Linked DNA regions of Mus musculus: regions 1 and 3 are each linked to region 2. A link is a contact called in public HiChIP or PLAC-seq and promoter capture Hi-C data. All regions are on one chromosome and are shown on one strand. Each heading gives the region's core, a stretch centred on a gene start, on an enhancer-like site or on the middle of the called end of the contact. The rest is flanking DNA. Distances are from core to core; before and after follow the strand shown. Region 1 holds the start of Mcrip2 (MAPK regulated corepressor interacting protein 2). Region 2 holds the start of Zbtb9 (zinc finger and BTB domain containing 9). Region 3 holds the start of Unkl (unkempt family like zinc finger).

Region 1 (4,860 bases), core at 1,516-4,015, 1.1 Mb after region 2:
CTATCTTTTTTTGTTTGTTTCTTTCTTTGGTTTTTCAAGACAGGGTTTCTCTGTATAGCCCTGGCTGTCCTGGAACTCACTTTGTAGACCAGGCTGGCCTTGAACTCAGAAATCTGCCTGCCTCTGCCTCCTGAGTGCTAGGATTAAAGGCGTGCACCACCACGCCCGGCAACATTAGCTATCTTTTTTCAATTTTTTATTAGATATTTTCTTCATTTATATTTCAAATGCTATCCCGAAAGTCCCCTATACCCTCCCCCCTTGCCCTGCTCCCCTTCCCACCCACTCCCACTTCTTGGCCCTGGTATTCCCCTTACTGAGACCTATAAAGTTTGCAAGACCATGGGGCCTCTCTTCCCAGTGATGGCTGACTAGGCCATCTTCTGCTACATATGCAGCTAGAGACATGAGCTCTGGAGGTACTGGTTAGTTCATATTGTTGTTCCACCTATAGTGTTGCAGACCCCTTCATCTCCTTGGGTACTTTCTCTAGCTCCTCCATTGGGAGCCCTGTGTTCCACCCAATAGAAGACAATGACCATCCACTTCTGTATTTGCCAGGCACTGGCACAGCCTCACAAGAGACAGGGTCCTTTCAGCAAAATCTTGCTGGCATATGCAATAGTGTCTGTGTTTAGTGGTTGATTATGAGATGAATCCTCGGGTGGGGCAGTCTCTGGATGGTCCATCCTTTCGTCTCAGCTCCAAGACTCACTCTTTCTTTCTTTCTTTCTTTCTTTCTTTCTTTCTTTCTTTCTTTCTTTCTTTCGGTACAACTCCAGGCCTTAACTCTCTTCCCAGATCCACACTCACCTTTGCAGTCACAGGCCTGGTACCAGCAGATTGAAACATTTCCTTCTGAAGGAGGGAAGCTCTTAAGACTTAGGAAGGCGATATGAAACTTGTGAAGCTCAGGAAAACCTCAAGATTCAAATTCCCAGGTGCTATATAACCAGGTGCCAAGTGCTAGGAGAGAGGAGACTTTGTTTGTTTGTTTGTTTGTTTGTTTGTTTTCGAGACAGGGTTTCTCTGTGTAGCCCTGGCTGTCCTGGAACTCACTCTGTAGACCAAGCTGGCCTCGAACTCAGAAATCTGCCTGCCTCTGCTTCCCAAGTTGTGTGCTGCCACCACTACCCGGCTGAGAGGAGACTTTTTTTTTTTAAAGATTTTTTATTTATTTAATATGAGTACACTGTGGCTGTCTTCAGACACACCAGAAGAGGACATCAGATCTTATTACAGATGGCTGTGAGCCACCATGTGGTTGCTGGGAATTGAACTCAGGTCCTCTATAAGAGCAGTCAGTGCTCTTAACCACTGAGCCATCTCTCCAGCCCCGAGAGGGGACTCTTAAGTAGGGTTGGGAAAGAAGCTCCCAGGATCAGCACTCATGAGCTGTCACCTATACTGTGGTGGGCTTTTTGGTGACATAGTGAGAGTCACCCATGCTCCAGTAAGTAACCGCAATAAACTCACTGGCTCATCAACTAGACATGAGTGAGATGTCTCATGCCTCCCTAGTACACTCAACAGTCTTCTCAGAGCTGGAGAAGGCCTTTCACTCTCCAGCCCCGCTCTGCATAATGTAAGGCCAAAGGCCCAGGGCCAAAGGAATGAAGGCTTGGTCACCTGGGATAAAAGTCCCCTGGAGTTCCTTAGATACTCTGGAATTCAGGTGGACCAGCTACCCACCCTCACTCCTTCCTCACTGTTCGTCTTGCTTAAGTGGTCCAAGACTTGACAGACCTGCCTCCCCTAGTCCCTAGTGCCTGCAGACTGACCCTCCTCAAATATGACAATAGGAACCTTAAGGCCAGGTGTTGGTGGCAGGGGCAGCACAAGTCTTGGCAGATACAGTTCAAGACTTCACATCACGCCGGGCAGTGGTGGCGCGCGCCCTTAATCCCAGCACTCGGGAGGGAGAGACAGGCGGATTTCTAAGTTTGAGGCCAGCATGGTCTACAGAGTGAGTTCCAGGACAGCCAGGGCTACACAGAGAAACCCTGTCTCAAAAAACCAAACCAAACCAAACAAAAAACCAACAGCAAAAAAAGGAGACCTGGGGGCGGGGGGGGGGGGTACGGGGGGGGGGTCAGGCTGCTTCCACTCTTGCTGGGTTCTTCCTCCTTCCAGGCTGTACTGGGAAACCCTGTGGCTCTCCCCACAGACCTAATTTCCAGCTTCCCCAGTAGTTGGGGAAAAGGCTCAGGACATGAATTGAAGAGCGGTTAGTATAGTACTTTAGGAATAGGGTACCCCCTGAGGGCTCTGTGTTCTCCTGGTCTTCTGGTTCCACAGTACTTTAGATCTACTTAAACACTCTTAGAGCACTCATTCTAAAGCTGACTCCTGACACAGTGATCCCCAACAATCCAGGCTTGTCCAGGCACTTGGCTGGGTGGTGGTGGTGTCTCAAATATGAGCTGGAATACTGGTGTTTTTAGAGACTGTTCAGGGTCCCTAGCACTACCCTAGTACACAAAGGGCCCTCCTCAACTGAAAGAGCCTCTCTCTCTGAAATCTCAGACAGATACACAAGCACACACATGCACACTCGCACATGCACGCTCCAGTCTAGAGATGGCATACCCCTTGGCGAGTACAACCCGTTCTTAGCTCAAATTTAGTGACTTGGCCAATTTTCCAAAGGGTTGGGAAGGCTACCAAGTAGGCGAAGCTCCTTTAAGGGCAGGGGGCGTGTGTGGGTCGCTCCGCCCCTTTGCCCGTCCTCCCTCCTTAAAGGGGCCGAGCCTCTGGGACCGCAAAGTGAAGCTGGTGGAGGGTGCCTGATCTGGCCGCTGCCAGGGGCGGGCGGGACGGCGCACCATGTACACTATCACCAAGGGGCCCAGCAAGCTGGTCGCGCAGCGCCGCACAGGTGCGCAGGGCGGGCGGGCAGGCGGGACGTCCTGACCGCTGGCTCGCGGCGGCTGACAGCGCCCTCCGCCCCGGCCCGCAGGTCCCACACAGCAGCAGGTGGAGAGCAGGCTTGGCGAGCTCCTGAAATGCCGGCAGCCGGTGCCGCCGACCGCGCTACCCGCGCACCTGCAGCCCTCGGCACAGACTCAGGGACCCTGGCCCCTTGCAAGGTGAGCCAGGCCGCCGGGCACGAGGGTGACCTTGGAGAAGGTTGATGGGGACCACGCGTCCTGGTGGGCAGGGGGCGGGGCGCAGGCAACTCGTGCACTTCTGCTCGCCGGCTACTTCTGGGCCCAGCTGGCTTGAGTGGACCCTGGTGGCCACGTGGAGCCTTGAGGGCTTCCGACCAATCCCGCCTGTCAAGGACCGCAAGTACTCAAAACCGAGGGACCTGGTGACCTTGGGCCGCTAACTTGGACCCCTTGGGAAGTGGTCGAGGTCAAAGTTGGGGAAAGTTGCCCAAGGCCCTGGCTCTCAAGGACTTCAGGCCCTGTCCTTGCAGAGCAGAAGAAGCGCACGTGTTCCCGCTGGTCTTATCAGGTCCCTGCCCTTCACTAACACCCTGGGACACTGGAGCCCTCCTCCCCAGCAGTTGCCCGCGCCTGTGGGTTCCAAGAGTTTTCTGATTTTCCTAACCCGCAATGTGTCTAGGGAAGTTCAGCCCTAGCTACTTGGATTTCAGCCAGTGTGACCTGGAAGTGATCCCACTCAACCAAGGCTGAACCTTTTACTTCTTTGGCTCCATTTACTGTTTCCTGTATCGGTAGACTGGACTCTGCAGGCATGTAGGCTCTACTCTGGTAGAGGTGGCATGTGAACCGGTTAAGAGAGAGCACCAAAGAGACCACAATCTCGAGGGAGGCCAAGAGTTAGACTCGTCTCAGCAGGGGAGTCTGTGTGGCTGGCTCCACCCCTCTTAGCTCTCAGCTACTAGGCTTCGGAAGCTATAGGTAGGAGATGCCTGTGTGGCCTGTGTTTGCCCTAGGGGACATCCGTATGACATCGGTTTATGTCCTTATTGCCCTTATGTCTCTGGGAGAACTCTATGGTGCAGATGTATAACCACAAAGTGGTTACCCAGACAGGGAGTTTGGAGCTGCCTTGGTGACTGGCCTATCTCTACCTGGGAAACACCCCCCCCACCCCCCACCCCCCACCCCCACCCCAGAGACAGGGTTTCTCTGTGTAGTCCTGGCTGTCCTGGAACTCACTCTGTAGACCAGGCTGGCCTGGAGCTCAGAAATCCGCCTGCCTCTGCCTCCCGAGTGCTGGGATTAAAGGTGTGCGCCACCACACCCGGCGGGAAAACACCTTTTAAAGTCCTTATTGTTGGGGGACAACACGGACAGGCTTGTGGCAATATTTGGGTCAGTGTCCAGGAAGAGGAGAAGGTAGTAACACTCTCCAGAATGCTGAGTTGCAAGAGACACCACACTGCGTGTTTCCTCTAAAAAGGCTTCAGTAAGATAAGCTGATGTGAAGGCCTGGACTCATCTGTCAGCAACCAGGGAGAACACCTGACGCCCGGGAGATTGGTTTCCTGTCCTGAGTTCTGGGAACTGAGGAGATAGGCTAAGGAGTCTTCCCTATGTCCTCTGAGGTGGCCCTTTCCTGGGCTGGGAACTCCCATCTCCAATAGGACCTTCACATGGAATTTTACCTCTAGTCCTTTGTCTTTTCAAGGCCACCCATCAGTCACCCATGTCCACCAGCATCAGGGAACACAGGAGGCACTGGTCATTCTCCTGCTGCTGTGGGGCAAAATCATGAAGCTTTCAACCCACTAAATGGCTAGGCATGGGTGCTGCCAGTTATGGTGGCCAGGCCTGTGCCTCTGACATATTCTTTTCTCCTGGCGGCAAGAGACAGATGGGGGAGACTTGAGATGCGACCATGTTACCACCTACCCCACCAAGAGCAGATTGAGAAAATGTTCAGGGA
Region 2 (4,501 bases), core at 318-2,817:
CACACAAGCAAGCAAAGCACTTCCCATCTGCAGGGGGTGTCCCTCCTAGCTTCACAGGCCCATGCATAGCCTGCCCTGTTCCTCCAGGTCCTCCATCCCCTGACAGGATTTCATTCCCATGAAGATCCACTGGTTTCCACGATGGATCTCCTGCCCCAGACGATTCCCCTCCTCCTGAGGACAGCAAGTATCTCAGCTCCTCCTTCTCCTCAGAGTCCTCTCCAGATAGTACTTTGGTCTTTTCCTTTGTGCCTCTTGCTATCTCCTCCTTACACTCAACGTTTTCCTGATTCACATATAAGATTTGGGAAGCTTGTACAGGAGGGGCAGGAGGATCTACTGTTGAGCTCTCATCCTCTGAAGGCTTGCTGGGAAGAGCAGGTGTAGGCAATGGGTGGGATCCACAAGCTTGGGAAACCCCTCCCGACACTCTCTCCGGCTGAGGAGTCTGAAAGAGTGGAGCTGCTGACCCCTGCTCCTCTTCCTCCTCTACTTTCACCTGAATCTGTAACATTCCTTCTAGTTCACTCCCCTCCCCTCCAGCGGGGCTCTCAGGGAGAACAGAATTCTCTGTAGAAGCAGAGGAGCGTACTGGGTTCTGGAAAGGGGAAGAGCGAATGCACCAGCCTCCTGAAGATGTTGTGGAAATAAGTGTGAGGCTGGAGGCTCTTCCACCGGCTGAAATCCCACCAGACGTTTCTAGTTCTCGAAGAATCTCTGAGCACCGATCTACCACTTGCCACATCTGAAGGCCGCTGGCTACAAGGAGATGGGCAGGGAGGGCATCCAGCGGCAGGTGGAGGCTTCCTGAATAAATGAGCTGAAGCAGTCCCTCGAACGCATCGGCCTCGATGACATTCGGTAAAGTCAGTCGGGGCGCATCCCCCAAAAGCAGCTTGTCATGGAAGTAAGGAGAGGCAGCAGCCAACACTGCTTTGTGAGCCCTAAGTTCCCTGCCCTGAACCAGGAGGGACACATCACAGAACTTTCCCTCCAGCCTGTGGCGGTTCAGGGATTCCAGCAGCGAAGAGCTATGATGAGGGAACTCAATGTGGATTGTCTGTGGGGCTGGGTTGCATCTCGGAGATGAGGATGCGGGAGGCAAAGGAGTCGAAGCATCCATGGCTACCTCGGGAAGAGAAATAAATCCCGGGGAGTCGGGCAGTGCAGGGTTCTATACGGGGTGAAGGCTGCGGAGGAAAGAGACTGGGGTCACACAAGTTCGGGGTATGAGACCTGTCTCAAGCCGCTCGCCACCGACCCTTGAAAACTCTTCGGTGACAAGCTTCTGTATATTAGTTCCGCCCACCAGGAAACCCAACAAAACACCAGGGTTTACACCTCCAGGCCCAGCGGAAGCTAAGGAGGGAAGGGATGGCGCCCCACCTCGCCGGCTCCGGTCGCCCTCCGCCACCGCTCGCCCCTCCTCACCGTGCTCGCTCCGGCCGGCTCAGTGAGCTCCGGCCCCGCGACGTCCCACCGACACGCCCCCACCGCACGCGCGACCGCGTCGGAGCACCTCAACCGCCAGTGCGCCTGGCCGGCCGGAAGCTACCGCAGTTCCGCCGGACGCCAATGCGGCCAGGCACGGAGGGCGGGACCAGTTCTGCAGCCAATGGGAGAGCGGCAGCCTACAAGCCGTCTCCTCATTGGCTGTGCGGACGGAGGGCCGGGGCTTGGGGAGGGCGGCGGAAGTGGAAGGCGGTTCCCTCAGTTCTGGAGTAGCAGTGAGGGGAGCCACGGGCTCCGCAGTAAGGCTTGCTTCCCTCGTCCCGCCGCGCGAGGTAGGTGCTGCTGCCCTCCGCGTGCACGCGGGACAACCGGGTCTGAAGTCTGGAGCGCACGCTTGCTGAGGACCTGGGTCCTTTCCTCCATTTCGCAGAGGAGCGTCCTCACAATTAAGCCCTAAGTCAAGAGGGTCTTGCACAGACCCTGCACTTGGAGTCTTTGGGGCGCTAAAGCGAGTCCAGTGCTGCGGCGGAGAGAGAGCGGGAGTGTGAGTTTCACCAGGAAGACCCTGCGGTATATATTGTTCTCCTGACTGGGTGGTATAGTGTGTAATGTAAGAGGACTGTTCTTTCCAAAAGTAGTCCCTGTCACCCTTCAGGTCGTTCTGGAGACCCCGGGCTAAAAAGTCGGCCCAACGCCGGGGGAGGCAGCACTTAGTCCCAGCACTTTGGAGGCAGGGGCAGGCAGATCTCTTGAGTTCAATCAAGGCCACCCTGGTCTACAGAGTTCCAGGCCAGCCAGAGCCACACAAGGAGACTCTCTGTCTTGAAAATCCAAAAATAAATAAAAGTCAGCCCAGTGATAAAAGAACAATCTCCGTTTATTAAACATGATTTTTCTGTTTCACCACACACTCCAGAAAAGAAAAGAAAAAAAAAAAAAGGAAATGGGCCTGGGAGTGGGAGAAAAGGGGGGGCAGTGGTGGGGGACCAAGAGTCTGGGAGCAGGGGCAGGAAGGAGAACGAGTAAACAAACAGCAAAAAAAAAAAAAAAAAAAAAGAGTAAGAAGATCTTCTCCCTACTCTTAAGGTGGTGGGTGGGGAGGGAAGTGAGGGGTGGGGCTAGGGAGCCAGGAAGCTCTGTACAGAGGGGTCGCCTCCCAGCCCCCCTCCCCAATTATGTACAGTACAAACCCCAGATAATTACAACAGCCAAAGAGGAGGGAGGAGGTTCAAGGGTAAGGCCTGATGGGGAAAGCAGAGGAAAGGGCATGGGATAAAATTTCACATATTTACAACTTTTATATAAGTATAAATTTGGCCCCGGCTGGGTGGGTGTATGTAGAGGGTTAGACCGAAGGAGAGCTGTCCATACAAAAGAAAGATCGAGTCTGGAGTCTGGGAAGAATTCTCAATACCAAACGCAAGGAGTGAAGAGACAAGGCTGGGTAGGGGGCAGCAGTCAGAGAAGAGGGGGTACCCGGGAGGGGTTTCTCCCCTTCCATGGCCTACCCACCCCAAACCCCATCCATCCTACCTCCCCTATACCGCCAGAGAGCTATGTACAGAAAAACACCGAAAAAGCATGGAGCTGGCGGGAGGGAGGGAGACTGGGTGAGGGTGAGGGTGAGAGGGAAGCCCAGCCCTGTCCTACCTCCCCCAGGGGACAGAGTCATGTAAGGGGGCCCCCAAACACCCATCCTCCAACACAGGTCCCCCCATCCTGGGGGAGAGAGACATGGCTTTTCCTAGAGTAAGTTCCCCCCTCCCCATGGGAGTAGAGACAAGAGAGGGAAGGGGTAGAGGGCTGGCTGCATGTCAGGGTAGGGCAGATCAGCTAGTCTGTCCCTCCACAACCCAACACACATGGCCTCCTATACCCTAACCCCCTCATCCAAACCTCAATTCCACCCCACCCAACACACTGGGGGAGGGGGGGGCATAAGCCCCCTCACCCCGCTCTGGGACCAGCCAAGAGCAGATCAGGTGTGGGAAGAAGGGGAGGCAACTCCCATTCCCCCCTTGCCGCCCCCTCCCTGCCCCGGTGGCCCCCTCCACCCCATCTGGGTTCTGGGTGGGGAGAGTTAATGTAAGAGTGGAAAGAGGAGAAGGAGTTTGTGCGTGCTGAGCCCCCCCAGACGCTCCTGAGAAATCAAGGGGTAATAGGGCCCCCTCACCCGGGGTCCCCTCCCCATAACAAGGGGGGGCAGGGGAGGCCAAAATGGGGTGGTAGAGGGGAGTTATAGATTGTCAGCTCTGGTTACTGCTAAAAAATCACCCTGAAGTTGAAAGTTTGGAGGTGCCACACCCCCAGTGTGGGGGTGAGGGTCTGTCCCCCCAGTGCTCAGGGGAACTATGAGGCAGAGGACAGGGATAGCACCCCAGAGTGAAGGGGTCTGTGTGGGGTAGGTGGTGTACTGGGGTGAAAGAGGGCAGCTGAGGGTCCCACTCTCCCTCCTAGAATGGAGTAGTGGGGTCGGCAGATGGGTGCCCCAAGGAGGCATTAAGGGAGACAATCCCGCTGTCCCTTGGCGACGTCCAGTCCTGGTGGTTGGTGATGTTCCAGGGTGGGGTGCACAAGGAAGGAGGTCTGTGACGCTGGGTGGGCTGGGGTAGGGTGCACAGGGAAGGAGGTCTGTGATGCTGGGTGGGCTAGTGGTCTGCGGTGTTCCGGAACTCGCCGTTCTCTGTGATCTGCAGCCGGGGTGGGGGGGGTGGGGCTGGGGGGGCCAGGCCGTTCCAAGGTGGGGCCAGCGTCACACGCGGGTTTGTTGGACCCAAGGGGGGAAGCTGCCTCTCCTGCAAGACACCAAAGAGGAGAGCGCGGACTTATTGAGACGCTTCGCGGGGCCAGGATGTGGCCCCAAGCTGTGCTCACCCAAACCCAGCCCAGCCACAGCCATGTCCACCCTTCTCCTGTTTGTTTCTCACCTCCAGGAAACCTCACCCCAACTCCTACCAGGAGCCTTTGAACCAGACTTACACCAGAAAACCAGCTCAAAACCTGCTAGCTCTCACCTTCCCTCCAATATAATGCCCACTTCAGGAACTGT
Region 3 (4,460 bases), core at 1,207-3,706, 1.8 Mb after region 2:
GCCTCGAGAGCAAAAAGACCTGAGTCTGATCCCCAGAACTCTGATTAAAGACAAAACAAGACAAAACAACAACGACAAAACCACTGATCACAGTGGCACACACTTGTAATCCCAATGCTAGGGAGACAGAGACAGCTGGCCCCTGGCACCTGCAGGCAGGCCAACCAGTCTGGCCGATTTAACCAGCTCCAGGCCAGTGAGAGACCCTGTTTTAAAATAAGGTGAGAACAGCATGTAAGGTTAACCTGAGAACTCCAATCGTGTGTGTACGCACTGGCGCGTGAGCCGCCACACTCTGCACCTGCACACACAAGCACACACATGCACACAAAGAAAGACATCTGTTCATAACACCATTAGGAAACTTGTAAAATATAAACTAACCCAAACAAAACCTTGACTTATTAAAATCCAAAAGTGTTACATAACTGACAACGTGCAAATAAAACAACTTTCCTACCATTAAAAAAAACAAAACAAAACAAAAAAACAACTACAAATGAGCAGAACGCATCACAGTGTTAAAGAGTCCTAGCCTACATAAGCAGATCACGGGCTCCTGTCCACAAATCAATTCACAAATCCTTATCAGAATAACAGTTCTGCTACTCTTCTTTAAAATACATACATAAGCAAGAAAATATTCCACACTTACATGTTACACATGACACACTTACAACTGACCACACAAAACCGTTTTAAATCAGATGGCTGGCAAAACATGGGCCAGTTTTAAAGTAGAGCATTGGATGGGGTGGGGTGGTAAGTGAATCAAAATCAGTTTGAATTACCAAAGATTTTCACCTACAACACACATACATCATCTTTTAGGAAACTAGCCTACAAACAGGGAACCCCTCAAGCACACTACTCTACTGACCCCGAGAAGTCTTGAATAAAAATGAGGTTCCCTCTACAGGTAGTGGGTGTTAAAAAGAAGCAAGGAGACCAGTGTAGTGGCATACACCTTTAATGCCAGCACTTTAAGGGGCCAAGACAGGTATCACTATGAGTTTGAGGCCAGTCTGGTCTACATACAGTGTTTCAGGACAGCCAGGCCTTCATAAAGACACCCTGTCTCAAAAAAACAAAAAACCAGAAACCTCAAAAACCTGTTGATCAGAGAGTCAACACCAATCCTGAGGAAAGACCATGAGCCACCCACCGGAACCCCACTTACTCATCACCATCGGGACACAGGCCGGTGGCCTCATCGTACTTGGAGCAGTATATGTCCGGGCTGTAGTTGAAGGTGCCATCGCGTCGTCGGAGCGGTCTGCGACGACGCTGATTTAGGAAATGCCAATGGAAACAGGTGAACGGCCTGTGCTGGCTGCACTTATGCTGCAAAAACAGGGAGCACTGCTCTGTCCTAAACTCCTTTAGATACCTAAAAAGACAAACAGCGTTGCGGGCCGCAGCCACCGCCGGCTGGAGGCCCCTGGGATGCGGCGGGGCAGGGTCCCAGACGAGAAGCATCCCCCACCCCCGGCAATACACACACACACACACACACACACACACACACACACTGAGCGATCCTGACTGCCATGGCCCGGTACCCTCCTTTTTTAAAAGCACCCCGGGTGTCACTTCCCAACTCGGAGACCAGGTAACTCCAGTCAGGCAGACTCTCCGTTCCCTGACCCCAAATACCACTTCCCAGTCCCCAGATAAGAAGATTCCCGGACACGAGGCATAGACCTCCTCTTAGCAGGCCATCACCAACTCTGATCCCAGGTAACTCTACAGAAGTACACTCCATTCTCTGCCCCCTTCTAGTCCCTGACCCCTGGAGCCACCTCTCAATCCTCAGTCCCGGTCTCCCGCTCGACTACCTTCATAGGTTCCAGATGGACTGCAAGCGCCACCCGCCCACACCAGGCGCAACCCCTCTTCTGCGCCGCAGAAACGACCCCCGGGCTCACAACCAAGCGGCCACCGGACTCTAGGTGCGGCTCCGCCCCCAGCCCAGAGGTCACCCCAGACCCCGGAACCGCCTCTCAACCTCAGGCAGCGACTGCTCGAGTCCGGATGGCCGTGCGCCCACCTCCAGCCCAGGCGCGGCCCTGAGCTACGAACGCAGGCGCTGTTCCCCAGACTCCAGTCTGGCGCGCGGGGTCGCCGGAGACCAGGAGCAAGTCCAGCCCCCAAGCCAGGGGTCACCGAAAACCCTGGGCGCTGCCACTCCACCTTAGGCGGCGGCCCGCGCCTGGACGGCGTGACCCGCAAGAGCTGGCGGCGGGGGCGCGGGCGCGGGCGGGGCGCACCCACAGCGGCGACACCGGGGCCCGTGGCGCACGCGGGCCGCTGCTTTGCGCCGCAGCGCCCAGAAGGCCACGGACCGCAGCCCAGGCACTGACCTGTAGTGGGTTGGTTTCTCTGTCTGCGGGGGGGACCCGCTCAGCGCCGCCGCCGCCGCTTTCGAAACCGACGGCATTTTCAGTCAAAACAATGCAGCGCGCATGCGCCGCGCCGGCGCCCCCGGATCTCCCCCCCGCACCGAGCCCCCTGCGCCCCCCGCCGCGCCGGCCACACCCCCGGGCACGCCACGCCGGCCACGCCCCCACCGACCCCTCGCCCACGCGCGCTGTGCGGCGGGGGTGACACACAGGTTCTGCCGGCCCACCACGGCAGCAAGTTACAGGCGCAAGGCGGGACACGCCCGTTGGTGTAGAGTCCCCATGATGGCCTCTGCGTCCAGGGCTGCTGTTGGGCACAGGTTTCTTTGAACTGGAAAAAGTCTATAATTAGACTGTGACGATGGTCGCCCCTTTATTAAATTTGTGAATTTAAGGATAATCCGAGTGTGAATTCTGTTGAGCCACTTTTTTAAAAACACAGCGTAAGATGCTGCCAGATGAGCCCATCGGGTAAAGGATGTACAGGGTGGTCAGTAATCAGACTGATCTGGGGTCCGCAGAATGCTAACTGCACGTGGCGGGCAGGACTCGCAAGTGCTAGGATGAATTCGGGAGAACCCAGGGCTAGCATTCACTGGTGTGTAAAGTGACCACAGCTCCTCTGCTAACTGCGGGTGTGCTCTGAGGGATAAAGTCTGAGTAGCACAGCCACAAGTGTTCTGAAAGGAATGGGCAGAAAAGAGAGGGATGTTTTCAGAAAGGAGGATTACAGAAAACCTATCCCATTTCCAGAAACACGATCTAAAATATTAACAGAGAGACATACACGGTCCAGGTATGTATGCTATATTTTAAAGTACTAGTAAGGTAAAATTACCATTTGCTGGTAGGATTACTGACTTCTTCATATGACATTTTTGTAGACAAATTCTTTGAGTTGTTGACAACTTTGGAGAGTGAGTTGGTTTGGTTTGGGTGCTAGAGGTAGAACCCGGAGCCATGTGCGTGCCCGGACCCAGGTCCATGCCGGCTAAGCACTTATCCCTGAGCATTTCCCCTAGCCCACAGACCCTGAAGTTAACTTAGTTTAAAGGACTTATTTTAATGGTTGCACAAGCATGTGGATGGATAGTGAGCTGTAGGCAGTCCCAGCAAACAGAAACATTGTTTTTTCAAAGATCAAATAGAAGAATGAGCAAGCAGGGAAGGGCAGACAGGGGAACCTACAGAGGAATAAATGTGTCTCAGACTGCTGAGGGATAGGGAATGAAAACTAGGTCAACCCCCAAGTCCAGCCTGGAGAAACACACAAGACAACCTAAGGAATCTGAGAGAGAGAGAGGGAGAGAAAGAGAGAGAGAGGGAGAGAGAGAGAGAGAGAGAGAGAGAAGCTGGCTCTGTAAGGTGTGACAGAGAGCAAATAGCAGTGATGGTGGAACTCAGCGACCTTGACTGTGGACATGGGCAAAGGTCTCTCATCAAAAGATGTGTTTTATTCCTCTGCAGACATCACCTGTGACACCCACATAAGGGCCAGACGTGTCCTTTTATTGAAGCTGGTACTCGAGGGCTATGGCTCAGAACAGAACTAACAGGTTTTTATCTGTGTAACAGCTCACTTCCAACACTACTGAGCCTTTCCATTTTCAAGAGCTTACACAAAGTGGCTGTTGGGGCTGGAGAAATTGCTCACAGTGAATGGCTCCTCTTCCAGAGGACCCAAGTTCAGTTCCCAGAACCTACATGGTTGCTCATAGCCATTTGTATTTCCAGTTCCAGGGAATCTGACATCCTCTTCTTACCTGTATAGGCAACAGACATGTATGTGATGCACATACATACACATAAAGTAAATCTAATTTTGTAAGCGTCAGTTACGTTAACTCCTCCTCCCTCAAAAGAACATGTTTTATTCAATCATTTCTTTCTGCCCAACAGTTTATCTACTGTCTTGTACATGCAGCTGGCTTATAGTTAGTTACAGGCCCTCTCCCTACCTGATATTTGCTGGGCACTCACCCAGAGAATTCATTGGGCTGAAAACAATAGGAAAAACACAAGCTACAGTCTATTTGGGAAATTGGAAAAGCATAGCAC

What was found. Promoter capture Hi-C pulls out the DNA fragments that hold promoters and counts their contacts. HiChIP or PLAC-seq counts read pairs in DNA pulled down with a chosen protein or histone mark.
Region 1: a FOXA1 HiChIP or PLAC-seq map of pancreatic cancer cells shows a contact between it and region 2. The contact joins the promoter of Mcrip2 here to the promoter of Zbtb9 in region 2. A contact is called at or near these places in 9 of 39 promoter capture datasets (the 3T3-L1 cell line, the C10 cell line, embryonic stem cells and 6 more) and 1 of 115 datasets of contacts at active chromatin or transcription factors (pancreatic cancer cells).
Region 3: a contact with region 2 is called in a promoter capture Hi-C map of liver, with 2.8 times the contacts expected there. The contact joins the promoter of Unkl here to the promoter of Zbtb9 in region 2. A contact is called at or near these places in 2 of 39 promoter capture datasets (cranial neural crest and liver).

The regions. Positions count from the first base shown.
Region 1 is chr17:25,866,643-25,871,502 of GRCm38.p6, reverse strand. Mcrip2 (MAPK regulated corepressor interacting protein 2) reads left to right here and starts at 2,765. Exons shown (of 5, transcript NM_026633.3): 1 at 2,765-2,878; 2 at 2,960-3,089. The coding sequence starts at 2,827.
Region 2 is chr17:26,970,245-26,974,745 of GRCm38.p6, reverse strand. Zbtb9 (zinc finger and BTB domain containing 9) reads right to left here and starts at 1,567. Exons shown (of 2, transcript NM_001005916.2): 1 at 1,432-1,567; 2 at 1-1,190. The coding sequence starts at 1,123. Syngap1 (synaptic Ras GTPase activating protein 1 homolog (rat)) reads right to left here. Exons shown (of 19, transcript NM_001281491.2): 19 at 2,312-4,247. The coding sequence ends at 4,101.
Region 3 is chr17:25,186,396-25,190,855 of GRCm38.p6, reverse strand. Unkl (unkempt family like zinc finger) reads right to left here and starts at 2,456. Exons shown (of 15, transcript NM_001197024.1): 1 at 2,364-2,456; 2 at 1,181-1,390. The coding sequence starts at 2,440. It overlaps BC003965 (cDNA sequence BC003965), which reads right to left. Exons shown (of 2, transcript NM_183150.2): 2 at 3,194-4,460. Gm52286 (a long non-coding RNA gene) reads left to right here and starts at 1,386. Exons shown (of 2, transcript XR_003952239.1): 1 at 1,386-1,740; 2 at 1,847-2,802.